2 separate regions of the Gasterosteus aculeatus genome follow, and region 2 is linked to region 1. The links are chromatin contacts, called in public Hi-C maps. All regions are on one chromosome and are shown on one strand. Each heading gives the region's core, a stretch centred on a gene start, on an enhancer-like site or on the middle of the called end of the contact. The rest is flanking DNA. Distances are from core to core; before and after follow the strand shown. Region 1 has its middle 5.4 kb from the start of LOC144411344. Region 2 holds the start of LOC120824048 (betaine-homocysteine S-methyltransferase).

What was found. Hi-C and Micro-C count contacts between places; a contact is called where the count stands out from the background.
Region 2: a Hi-C map of whole body shows a contact between it and region 1, with 6 times the contacts expected there. The contact joins the promoter of LOC120824048 here to the enhancer-like site in region 1. A contact is called at or near these places in 2 of 6 Hi-C or Micro-C datasets (skeletal muscle and whole body).

Annotation. Positions count from the first base shown.
Region 1 is chr8:20,793,375-20,800,082 of fGasAcu3.hap1.1, reverse strand. No RefSeq gene overlaps it. Among protein-coding and RNA genes, the nearest start is that of LOC144411344, 5.4 kb to the left of the region's middle. Within about 2 kb of position 4,027, at least 5 of the 9 cell types and tissues checked have open chromatin away from gene starts, as enhancers often do.
Region 2 is chr8:20,879,654-20,886,361 of fGasAcu3.hap1.1, reverse strand. LOC120824048 (betaine-homocysteine S-methyltransferase) reads right to left here and starts at 3,934. Exons shown (of 9, transcript XR_013468682.1): 1 at 3,194-3,934; 2 at 2,740-2,807; 3 at 2,190-2,362; 4 at 1,992-2,095; 5 at 1,712-1,873; 6 at 1,412-1,620; 7 at 1,211-1,290; 8 at 899-1,006; 9 at 567-797. nme7 (NME/NM23 family member 7) reads left to right here and starts at 3,946. Exons shown (of 12, transcript XM_040184604.2): 1 at 3,946-4,094; 2 at 5,877-5,978; 3 at 6,255-6,421. The coding sequence starts at 4,092. It overlaps LOC120824045 (basic immunoglobulin-like variable motif-containing protein), which reads left to right. Exons shown (of 10, transcript XM_040184602.2): 10 at 1-685.

The DNA.
Region 1 (6,708 bases), core at 2,778-5,277:
GACCGGTTTGAACTAAACGGGTAAACAACTCGCAGCCGGAAAAACCTGCAGGGACGCTTCGGTTTAACGACACAAACAATTCAGTTAGTAGTTTGATCGAAACATCGAAAACATTCAGGGCCTTCAGGCTGCATCGCACACACACACACACACACACACACACACACGCACACACTTCAGTCCTGCATCCGTCCATCTTCAAACCGCTTATCCTGCACACGGGGTCTCTGGGGGGGCTGCAGTCAATCCCAGCCACGGGGGGGAGAACATGGAGACGCCACACAGGAAGGCCGCCGGGCCGAGTGGAACCCGGGACCTCCTGCGCGGACCACCGCACCTCAGTCCTGCGTGTTTCAGTTCAAACGAAAAACTGAGCCGCGAACTGTAACTGTGAAACCTGTGACCTGCTCCAGATGTGTGGACGCACAAACATCTGGCCGTCAGGTGGGGCTTCGGAGACACGTGCAATCAGGAGGTATCAGAGTCTGGCAACGGCCGTGGGATAAATAATGCAAACAGGTGAGGTGGAGCATCAGAAGCATGAATCAGGATGTCCCACCGGGCCGCGTGTCACCGCGTGTCACCGTGTGTCACCTTGTGCGCCACCAACCGGGTCCGAGAGCGCTTCCCGCCGAGCGGAATCGAACCCCCGGGGCTAAACATTAGCGGCGCGGCTGTCGGTGTGTGCCGGCGGCAGCGATTGGGTGTCTTCACAACACTTCCCGTCCGGCCCTGTTTACACAATCCTGCAGGACCACAATGCTGCCGCACAACCGCCTCCCGACACACACACACACACACACACGCACACGCACACAAACAGCGGGCACAAAGAGAGTAAAAGAGTGATTATGTTTCAGCGGGGTTACGTTTGTACACACTGCCCTTTGTGCCCGCGCTGGGTGTATAAACGGGGATAAAAAAACAGCTTTGGTGAATTCCTCAGGTAAGCTGTCGCTGCGAGAGGGACCGGCCCAAACAGGCACGCGGGGCTGGGCCCGGCCGCCAGAGGCCCTCGAAGCCTTCAGAGGTGTGAGCCGTGGGTTTGGACTTTCACTGCACCTCCACGGAGAGAAACGCCTCGGTGTGCGTGTGTGCCTTTCATTCGCTTGTGTCAAAGGAAAAGAAAACGTCCCACAAAGGAAGACGGAGGGAGTCCTGACCTTCACACACGCACACACACACACACACACACACACGCACACGCACACGCATGAAAGACTGTAGTCTGAGCAGGAAAAAGAGAATTCCTCTCCGGGCTTTCAGGCACTTATAAGTCAACACACAAGACAAATATGGAGGCCGGGTCCAGTTGTCACGGCGAGTGTCCCACATTGTCTCCTGGAGCGAACAAACAGATGTGGTCCGATTGCTCAATAGAGCCGGCGGGTTTGTCAGCCATCCATCCGTGGATCCATCCCGCCGGTGAAAGGGCAGGAACAGGGTGGAGCAACACAAAGGACGGAGCTGGTTATTCACCCACTGGCTCGCTCTCTTGGCAGAGTATCGGGCCTCCATCTTCTTTTTGCCGGTCTGGCAAATGAGGTTCAGCATTCGGTGAAATACTTATCTGGTTTTAGCACACTGAAACATGCAAGTTAAGAGACAAATACATCGATAAGAAGAATCCTCTAGTTGGTTGTGATCCGGGGGTCATGTGATCACGTCTCCAGGTCTGCGTGAAAGAATCGTGCAAATCAAACCCGTTTTTCCCGTCATCCAATCAGACAAAACAAAGCGATGACATCGATTGTCTGGCTGAAGATAATAAACTCATAGTAGCAAAAATAAATCTCACTTCAAGATCACAAAACAACAACGTTTTTAATTCCGCGTTCCATAGTTTCTCAAAAAAGCGCCGGAGGAGGCTCCTCCCTCTCGTTGAGGCACTTCCTGTCCAAGTTGGTTGCTCTTCAGTTGTGGAGACAGGTCCTAAAGTGAAGAATCCTTCCTGTCTTCTGCGCTTCAGGTGCATCATGGGAAACCCAAGATCTGGTCAGGTCCTTGTAGAACTCCGTGATGGATTTATGAAACCTGCAGGAAACAAAACGCTCCTATTCACACTTCAGATTTCCTCTGTGGGCTTTTTGTGAGATTTGTTGAAGGAGGGAAAACATCTCAAGAGGATCCATGGTGGCCAGAGGAGGAAGATGAAGAGGATGAAGAGGATGACGAGGACGATGTGTGACTGCCCTCTGCTGTGTGATTGGGAGCAGCTGTAGCTTTTCTGGAGGTGTGGTCACAAAGCAAAAGACCGAAACATCAAATCACTGATAAACAAGAAGAAGTGAGATCATGATGAAGGTTTCAAAGTGGTTGCATCCAGAATTCATACATATTTCTGAAAATTGCTGCTGTAAAAAGCTCATTATTCATATTTCCTTTCTCATCTCCTTATGAGGACAAACCTGTCACATCTTATCACATCACAAGACACGTTTCTCATCTAATCACAAGGACACACTTGTCTCATCTCATGAAGACACAATAAAATATTAATCCTTCACCGAACAACAGTGTAAATACAATTCCAACCACAAATCAATGAAAAAAGTGATCAATAACTGATGACAGTGTGAGAGCAGAGGAGCTCTGCTGCCCCCTGGTGGACAGAGCGCCTCATCGCAGCTAGTGTGCAGAGAACGAGACACACAATAATTTAGCTGACGCTTTTATCCAAAGTGACTTGGACAAGTTACAATAAGTGCATTTCAACCATAAATACACAAGCTCAAAAGAACAAGAAACAAGAAAGTGCAATTTCTTCAAGTAAGTCAATTTACAACTTGCTATAGATAAGAGACATTAGAATGGAGTCAATCCCAGACAACTTCAGGCGAGAGACAAGAGTACAGCCAATCCCAGGGCTGCCACACGACACACAACCTTTCACACTCACCTACAGGCAATTCAGAGTCCCCAATCAACCCAGAACACGTCTTTGGACTGTGGGAGGAAGCCGGAGAACCCGGACAGAACCCTCCACACAGAGAGGCTGCTGGGCGGAGTGGAACCCGGGACCTGCCTGCCGGGAGGCCACGGTGCTGAGCACCACCACACCACCGCGCCAGACAGTTATGCAACTATAAAATAAACAATAACCACAACAAACAAACATCATAAAGCAAAAAGAAACAATGACGAGCTAGTAAATACACAACACGTAATCTGTCATATTTGACAGATTTATGTTAAATCAAATATCACTGACATATTAACATACTGAATGGAGTCCTCTAATTGAATCAGAGGTTCTAATGAGGGAAATGATCTTCTCCTTGTAGCAACGCTCTCTAGACAGTTTACAGGCGTTTCCATGGCGACAGAGTGAGTCAGTTGTTGCCGGTGAAGCGTCTTAAAGACCAGGGGTCCGTTTAAGTGAAAACAGGGTAAACCAACTCAGACATTAGGGTTTGACTCGGAGTTTGTTAAACCTCCTACTTGAAATGGACCCCTGCTGCATGTGTGTGTGTGTGTGTGTGTGTGTGTGTGTGTGTGTGTGTGTGTGTGTGTGTGTGTGTGTGTGTGTTTGTGTACTGTGGGGACTGATACATATTAGTCTATAAAGGGTTTGTGTTTGATCTGAGTCCATGCTGAACACACACATACACTCAATACACACACACACACACACCTCTACATTACACACAAACAATGTGTAATGTTTGTCTCATCAAAGAGACTTTGAGTATGAAATAAATGTAGTGAGTCTGAGAGGAAGCGTAAGCGAGCAGGCCAACAGGTCATCCCCCCCTTCACCCCCTCAGGTAAACACCGTCAGGCCAGAAGGAATATGTACAGTATATGTGCACAGCATATGTATGTCTATGTGTTTGTGTGTTTCATCAGATCAAAACACAAACCCCTAATATCCATCAGCCCCACAGTACACACACACACACACACACACACACACACACAAACTGCGTCCTCCCTCTCCAACTGTTTCCTTTCTGTCCTTTCGTCTCCTCTGCGTCTCATTGGTCCGATCGGTCTCGCTGGCAGCCAATCAGCTCTCAGCGTGGGGATGGTGCGCTTCATCCCGGGAGGGGTCCACTGCCGGGAAGAGACGGGAGGAGACGAGCATCACCTCCTCCTTCCCCTCCGCTCGATGTTTCCCGGAAGTGTGTGTGTGTGTGTGTGTGTGTGTGTGTGTGCGTGTGTGCGTGTGTGTGTGTGTGTGCGTGTGTGTGTGAGTGTTTTGTGTGTTTTTCTATTGGAAGTGTCCGTGCACTGATCCTCTCTCTGCAGACCTTTGACCCCCCTGATGTATTTAACTGTGATTTAGTTGAAGAAGGTGAGACAGGTGAGACAGGTGAGACAGGCGAGGGAGAAGCCGACCAATCAGAGGAGGTTTTGTTCGACACGAGGCCCTGGAGGAGGTTGGGGAAGTGGGTCAAACACACCTTTACCTTTGCTGGTTGTTTAATCGATTGATTCACAAAACAGGTCTATATGTGTTCACATGTTTCTATTATAGTACGTAGATCTATAGAACTAGAGGCTGGCTGAGGCGCTGCAGTGCACCAGCAGGTGGCGCTGTAACCTCCCAGGTCAACTGGTTGTTATGAAGACGAGCAGACATGAGTCACAGACAGACAGAGGGACGGACAGCTGTCTCCTGACTCATCTCTCGTCTCAGACACTTTCTCCTCACTCGGGTCTTTTTTCTGCTGAGTTCAGAGTGACTCGTCACAACACGACTGAGGACTTTTTCCTGCCTCGCGACCTTCACACGCTTTTGTTTAACGGTTTTCATTTGGATCTTTTTTCCGTTGACTCCAAACTTTTTACGACGATCACTTTTTTATTTTATCGTTTACTTCAGACTGAAACTAAAACGACATCAACCACCACTACTGCTAAAAACGCAGTTATCATCCTCCTGCTGTTTTTAATCTGCATAACTACAACCACTACGACCTCAGCGCTGTGAGGTCACGCGGCCTCTCCTCGCGTCGTCCGTCTCTCGTCTCTCGTCTTACTGGAATCGTTCTGTTATCAACTTTCAGTGCGTTTTCTGCACTTTTTGCATTTCGTGGCGTCTCCCGTTTCCCCCTCGTTCCTCCGCCTCAGCACCTTCTCCTTTCACCATCTGTGCTTTGTGCCCCGACAGCAGAGACGCAGGAGACGCTCTGTTTGTCCGTCCAGCACTCTGTCCCACGTCTCGCGGAGGGAAAGGAGTGCACTTGTACAATAGAGTGTTAGAAAGATATGAACAGGTGCAAAGAGAATGTAAAATGTGCAAGAAAGATACTTAAATGCACTAAAAAAAAAAGTGAAGTTGGACAAAAGATATTAAAATGTGCTAACGCGCCCTTGTCCCCAGAGGTTGAACCGTTGTTGTCTCCCTGTTCCCGTCAGCCACGTCCCTCTCAGCTGAGAGAAGAGGAAGTGGCGGCGCGGAGGCCTGAAGGAGGTCACGCTGTTCCTGGCGGAGGAGCTGTCATCTCGCCACATTCCTGAGGGAGGGGGGAAGAGAAAGTGAGAGTCTTCTGATCACACGGACGGGTTCCTGGTCTCCGATCTGATCCCAGGCCAGTGGTTCCGTGCTCACCGGGCCGTTTGACAAGGGTTTTTGACGAGGGACACATCCACATGAGGACAAAAGTCCTGATGCACATGGGGACAAAAGTCCTGATGCACATGTAAAAAGTACAACACTGGTATAACAGGTTGTCTTCGTCCTCTTCTTATTTTCTGTTTTGATAAAACAGCAGTCATGGCCATCACATGACATCCATACTCACACACACACACACACACACACTCACACTCAAACACATGGTGATGGCATGCTTAGTCATCAGCATTAGATACCACATGGCAGCCTGGCGGGCGATGATGATGATGATGATGATCTCCATCAGGTTCAGGCCTCTCAGGAGGCTGCAGGGCTCCTTCACCTGCTGCCAGGGGTCCGTTTCAAGAAGCGGGTTTAGTGGAAACTCAGAGTTTGTGAACCCTGAGATGATGGAAACTCTGGCTTGTCTGTTTCACAAAGGGAGGTGAATAAAGCTCAGGCTCTGTCTCCATGGTAACTAAAGCTCAGGCTCAGTCTCCATGGTAACTGAAGCTCAGGCTCAGTCTTCATGGTAACTGAAGCTCAGGCTCAGTCTTCATGGTAACTGAAGCTCAGGCTCAGTCTCCATGGTGACTAAAGCTCAGGCTCAGTCTCCATGGTGACTAAAGCTCAGGCTCAGTCTCCATGGTAACTGAAGCTCAGGCTCAGTCTTCATGGTAACTGAAGCTCAGGCTCAGTCTCCATGGTAACTGAAGCTCAGGCTCAGTCTTCATGGTAACTGAAGCTCAGGCTCAGTCTTCATGGTAACTGAAGCTCAGGCTCAGTCTCCATGGTGACTAAAGCTCAGGCTCAGTCTCCATGGTAACTAAAGCTCAGGCTCAGTCTCCATGGTAACTGAAGCTCAGGCTCAGTCTCCATGGTAACTGAAGCTCAGGCTCAGTCTCCATGGTAACTGAGCCTGTGAACATCATCTGGTCGGGAGCAGGTTTTAGTTAGTCTGTATCCGGCGGATTTTAGTGCAGTTTCCACATATGGACAAGATAAGGTTACGTTAAAGTCTAGTGTTTAGTGTTTTCTGGGACATGTCACGTCCTTTTCTGGACGATCCTGTTGATGAAGAAGCGGTTTTACTTCGCAGGAGAGAATATTGAGGCCCTGATTAGATGTATTGTCATTTCCAGATA
Region 2 (6,708 bases), core at 2,685-5,184, 86 kb before region 1:
GATCAATTTAAAATCTGACAATCTATTTTGTTGACATGTTGTTCAATAAACGTTATTTAGGTGTTGACTACATACAGATGTGAACTAGATCAGAGCACAAGTTACATTATTATAACATCACGACGACGTCGCTTCAGGAGATTCTCTCTAAATGTAGGACTTATTTTAGCGTAAGTGAATGGAGCACCAGAGGGCGCCTCTTGTGTTGCATCAATCGGAGGTCAGAGATATAAAACGTAGAAACATCCGTCGTTTGATGCCGACGTTGAACCGTTTGTTTGGAGCCACTTTGAAACTCGCCGAAGCCACGGCATTTTTTCATTTTCTTTTAAACTCGTGTCCTTTTAAATGTATATTAAGATCAACCAATAGGAGGGCGGGGGCGTTGCCAAAGGAGGGCGTGGCCAAGCACAAGATCTGCTTGTAAATAAACAATGTTACTTTTTATTGTGAAAAACATTTGCTGTAAATTCTGCTCTAAGACGAGAACTTGTGCAGGTCAGTAGACGTTTTGTTTGTGCTTCGTGAAACCGGTGCGACGGTAAAATGATTCGACGCGTGAAAGCTCAGAGTCGTGTGGTTTATTTTAATTTTTATGTTCCCACGCAGATGTCATCATGTGACGCGATGGAGTGGTTTTATTTATTATTTCCCGATGAATAAAGTTTTTTTTTAAACTCCTGGATACAGACGTCTTCTCATCAATCGTCATATTTTGGTTCCCGGAGACGAGTCGCTTCCTTTGAGCCGTCGTCGTAACTCTGCGATGTGAGCCGGGGTTATGCAGCAGCAGCCGCCTGCAGGGGGGACACGCATCAAAGGACGTTACCACGGTGACCGCAGACATAACCAAAGAACACGCGTATTTACACAGCGCCATGGTTATCAGACAACCTACTTTCCACCGATACTCATTTTCACTGAACAGAGCATGAACGCATCACAATGTAACTGAATTGGACCTCCGCTGGTTAGCAGTTAGCGGCGCTGCTAACGTCACCAGCAACTACAAAAATATAAATGATGTCATCAGTGCTTCACCATGCAATAATACATGCATCAGCGATATTGGGATTTTAAAAATGTGGTTTAGCTGCGTAGTTTATGATGAAATTATTATCGGAGGTTAAGTTCAGTCCAGTAAAAGAAGAGAAAACTTGTTGACAAATAACCGCACAAAATAACATGATGCAGACAGGTTTAAGTTCACCGATTAAATCAGCGCCTTGCTTCCTCCACGTGGGACTTAGTTTGAGGATGGAAGCGGACTGTTCCTCCGACGTCACCCACCTGTGTGAGGAAAAGCAAACGATTGGCTCTTGTGCTCTGCTCAGCTGCACCTACAAACTCCATTTCATTTTCCTTCGCTGTTTTCTCTGGGATTGCGTTTCCAGTAGCGATTGGGACTCACCCCTTCTCGGTGTCCCAGTCCCCTCCGCTGTTGGGGTACACCACCCAGCTCAGGTCCGGGCCCAGCAGGGACCCGGCGGAGTCCAGTAGCGGCTCCACCAGCTCCGGCGAGCAGCAGTTGACTCCCACGGCGACCAGCTGGGTGGTGCTGCTCGCCGCCAGCCGCACGGCGTCGGCGAAGGCGCTGCCGTCCGATATGCGCCTCCCGTCCTGACGGCGGTTGGTCGGACGTCACGAGGGGTCAAAAGCAGCGGGGGGGGCGGCGCAAAACCAGTCAACGATCGAGCGAGGCTGCCGTTACCTTACAGGAGAAGGAGAGCCAGGCCCGCGTGTCGGGGAACTCTCTGAGCAGCTCCAGCAGAGCCGCCGCCTCTTTGATGCTCGGGACCGTCTCCAAGGCGACGAGGTCGGCCCCGGCCGCGGCGAGGGCGTCGATCTGCGGCCGATGCCAGGCCTTGAGGTCCTGGGGAGGGAAACGGAGATCGTTGGTTGTCTTTCAGCCTTTCAGCACAACCTTTTTAAAGTGTACGTCTCGTGCATCGGCAAAACCAAACCGGTGCGATTGGCTGAGAGCCACGCACCTCCACGCTCATCCGCTCCGCGTACGCTCCGGTGTACTCCGAGCCGTCCAGGAGGACGGCGCCGTACGGCCCGACGGACGCCGCCACCAACGGACGCCTGCGACCTTCGGAGACAAATCAGGCCAAAAAAACGCAGAGTGACATCAATTCGTCACAGGCGGCGTCCCGCGGCCTCGTTAAGGCCGGTCGGTCCCGTACCTGAGGGACGAGCGTCGGAGACGAAGCGGTCCACGGTGTCTCTGGCCAGCCGGACGCCGGACATCAGCAGCTCTCTGGCGCCCTCGGGGGTCACGTCCAGGTGCTTGACGAACCCCGGGATGCTGGCCTGGTACGTTGCCGTGGAGATGACATCGGCGCCGCCGAGGAGGAATCTGGTTTGAACAGTTTGTCCTACTTGGTTAGATTTGTTATAACAGACTCACCACCTGATTTTAAGGCGCATTGTGTTCAAACACAGTATTTCTGCACATCCACAGTAATATTTTTAGTTTTATTACGATTACTAGTTTTATACAAACTGTAAAATGAGGTTGCCGTGGCGACAGTTTTTGACTTGTGTCCAAAAGTAAAACATCTCATTACTTTATGTTTGATGAAACTGATGATGTTTATTCAAGAAAGTGATTTTAATTAAAGGTCTCAACTTACTCATAAGCTCTGTCTAATCGCTTTATTGAATTTGAGAATTTTGTTCGCAAATTATTTTATTTTTTAACACGAAGACCTGAAGGAAAAAAGTGCATCTAACCTGTAATGAGCTTCTCTGATGGCCTGAGGATCCGTGTGGAGAAGCCTGGAGCTCCACAGAGGATCTCCCTACCACACACACACACACACACACGCACACGCACACGCACACGCACACACAGAGCATCACGTTTTGTGTCATTAAACACATGGTTTAATAGAAAGTGCTATTAAGTAAGTCAAGCAGCGATTTTATTATTTAAAGAAATGTGCATTTGATGTTTTTGAATTTGAAGTTTGTTGTGTTTTTTTATTTTATTTTGATTGGTATTGTTAAAAAGTGTTATTGTGTTATTTGACAATAAAGAGAAACGTTGCAAAGGTTCTTGCAAAATGTGTTTTAAGTCAAGTAAAACATGATATACATTTTAATTCCGTGGTGACAGCAGCATGACGCACTGACTTTCAACATGTATGTTTGCAAAACGAAACGTAACTTTCCGGCACGTTTTCACCTGTAATTTGGCTCCTTGTGCTTCCAGCTCTGAAGCCAGTCCGCCGTCCAGGATCAGCGGTCCATTGTCCTCCATGTAGAGTCTGAGACGAGCAGAAGAACCCATTAGAGACTCAAGTTATGTCCGAACACAGAAGGATATGTCTCTAATGGGTTCGTCGCTTTATTGACAACTGTTGTCTTTCCGGGTCCAAATGTTGCGTTTTTGGCCGCTCGAAATTTTGATATGTATGGTTATTCCGATCCTCTCAACGCCGCCGGTCCACCACGAGATGGCGCATGAAACAACGCCATAGTGACAGTGCAAAGAGGTCGAGCTATGCAACTTATAGGAAGCGTTTGGCTTCACTGGCGGAAAATGTCCTTTCTGTGTAAACGTTATCAAATAAATGCACCGTTGTTTAAATATTAAACAATAATAATACATGCATAAGTATAACCCATTATAATGCATATTATTCTGAAAGGGCCATTTGGCAAAACACTGAATTGAACTACTCTAAGTAAGATTTCCACAGCAAGTTTTAAAAGGCTATTTCTAATATGAAGTATTACTGCTTTAAAAAAAACATGATTCGTGCTTCTTCCAACTCTGGTAATACATTGGTAATAACAATTGTTTTCATTTTAGTTACAGTAACTGATTACTAACGTTGGTCAATGCTCATTCAACACTTTAATAAAACGGTATCGTTTGTATTCTCACTAGTCAATGTTGAAGTGGTCGTTTTCATCTTCGGCAGAAAGACGCGTTAATTACATGGTTTAGTGAATATACCCTGAACACACCTCGACTTCTCACAGTTACTATAGCAACAAAGCATAGCTTGCTGGTGGCTAACAATGCTAGCGGAAAACCATATCGGTACACACAGCTAGACTCCTTCGAGTTGTCAGAAATGGTGAGTTATTATTTCCTCGTGTCATAACATCGGTGCCGACGCAACGTTGAACTCTCACGCGCCTTCGGGACCAAACGAGAATTGTTCGCTAACGTGTAGCATAGAAAACACCAGCTAGCACCTATGGCTAACAGCTAGCATAACAGATAACTTTTTCTAAACTAACGTTATTAGTTAACTAACTAATTAGCTACGTTAATCTAACATGAGCCAACAACTTTAACCGGAATAACAGTAAATCAATGTACAGCCACATAAAGCCGGGTTTACCTACATAGTAAATAATTCATAACTAACGTAACGTAACTAACGTTAACTAAGGTGAGCATTGATGTGTTAGCATTAGCTACAGCTATTTGCAACGTGACTTTTACCGATAGTTTCTACGTTCACATACCTAACGTTGAATAAATACACTTTAAATCAGTGCACTCTGTTTCTTTTGGGTTGGTTACTGTTTGGGATGCCATTTAAGGCTCAGCTTGGTGGTTTAATGCACCAGTTTGTGATTTAAAACATTCAGGTAATAAAACCACAAGAGGTCACAAGGAGCAGTAACACATGTTAGAGACACCTAAATTACACTGTCTAACTTACACTGATCTCATTTAGAATCATCCAACTTCCACTGATCTCATTTTAAATTATTCAACTTACACTGATCTCATTTAAAATTATCCAACTTACACTGATCTCATTTTAAATTATTCAACTTACACTGATCTCCCCCCTGATGTCAGTTAGTCATTTAATACATGAAGTCATAAAAAAAGTTTTTAACATTTTCTAAAACCCTCCTTCATGATCTTTGTGATAATACTTAAAAGCGAAGAGGGATCTAGTTTAGTATCAAAGAAGTGAAATCTATATTTTTAGCATTTTAACAAACATAATACAGCTTTGAAAATCAGAAACTGTGTTTTCAAGAGTCTTCGGCCTTCGTGAAAGTCTTGAGCACATCTGACCGATCCACACATTGTAGTTGATCTAGATGTAAATCTAGATGGAATTTCGCCTTTTTTGCATTTTCAACACACACACACTCTCTAGGTTCAGGATGTAGTCACCTGACTCTGGACAGTGAGAGGAAACAAAGAGTTCTGGAGGTCAAACACAGGTCCCGTTGCTGTGAGCTGACCTTAAATAAGTTATTTGAAGCCAAATCACCTCCAGACAATCATTTAGATTTAATTAGATTCCACTGCCTTTTAATTCTATTTGGTTGTCAAAATTAAAAGAATCAGATGAAGCGATGCCACTCTTAAGTTTGACTAAAATCACAACAAAGCTGACTGATTGCTGCCGTGGCAACAAGACGTTTCCTGAAACCTTTCAACCTGTAAGAGCCTCAGACCTTCTGTCAGAGTACAGGCCTCCCTTCACAGTCCTTCACATGACTCGTCCCGGCCTTCAGGAGTACCGGACGCTTCCACCTGCAGGGACTCAACACTTTCCTAGGTTACGTAATCCAACACCCTGAACACAGTTTGTTTTTGTCAGTCAGTTGAAAGTCATGTTGGAAAAGTCTGCGCTGCTTTTCTCTGAACAACATGAGGCTGGGACGAGGTTCATCTCGGCCCCGGTGTTCACCCAAAGGACCGGGACGTCTAACGCGTCACACATGGACACGAATGCTCCCTGAAATGTATTGATATGAACCCACACTCAATGATTCTCTTTTAAGATGACTGAGCAAACTTCTGGGTCTATACGCGGGACTCAGAGCCGCATGAGCATCTTTGAAATAAAAGCAGTTTGAAGTGACACGACCCTTCTCGCCAGGAGGACCGCTACGCCTTCCTGACCGAGTGGTACGACCCGACCGCCGCTCTCCTGCGGCGCTACCAGCTGTTCTACTTCCCCAAAGATAGCTCGGTGGAAATGGTGAGCGTCCACCACGGCATCATCATGTTACATTGGCGCCTCCAACTCTGTTTAGACAAACTGACATTCGAATTGATGAAGCATTTTTCTGCCCTTTTTCACTGAGAATCTCTGTAAAACCCCAATGGAGCTGTAAACGTGGCCAAAGAATGCTCAGTAAACCTGGATAATATCAACATAATACACGCATTCTGTTCATCTCCAACAGACAGAACAAATCATCATGCTTAGTCTACAACTATTTCATTGGAATAAACTGCTGTTATTTATTTCCAGTTTGACGTTAAAAACCAGCGCATATTTCTGAGGAGGACCCGGTACCAGGAGCTCCGCCTGGAGGACCTGTTTGTCGGGAATCGAGTGAACGTTTTCTCCCGTCAGCTCAATCTGATTGAATATGGAGACCAGTACACCGCCAACAAGCTGGGCAGCAAGAAGGAAAGGTACAGATACCGCCCGATAATCGATAAACAATTCTTCCCGTGGAACCGGCCCTGCTTGCTTCAGGTTGTTGAGAAGTTCAAATTCATGAATACACACGTTATAAAACTTAGCAGAATTAGCAGAGAGGTTGATCATCATCTGCAGTCCCCTCATAATCTTTATATTAGCATTCTTGAGTTAATGCAGTGTAATCTATTAAGTGCAGGATCGCTCACAGACATAATCCCCCCCCCCCCCAGCATTGTATTATGGCAGATGAAATGTGTTGCCTTGTATAACATTCTAC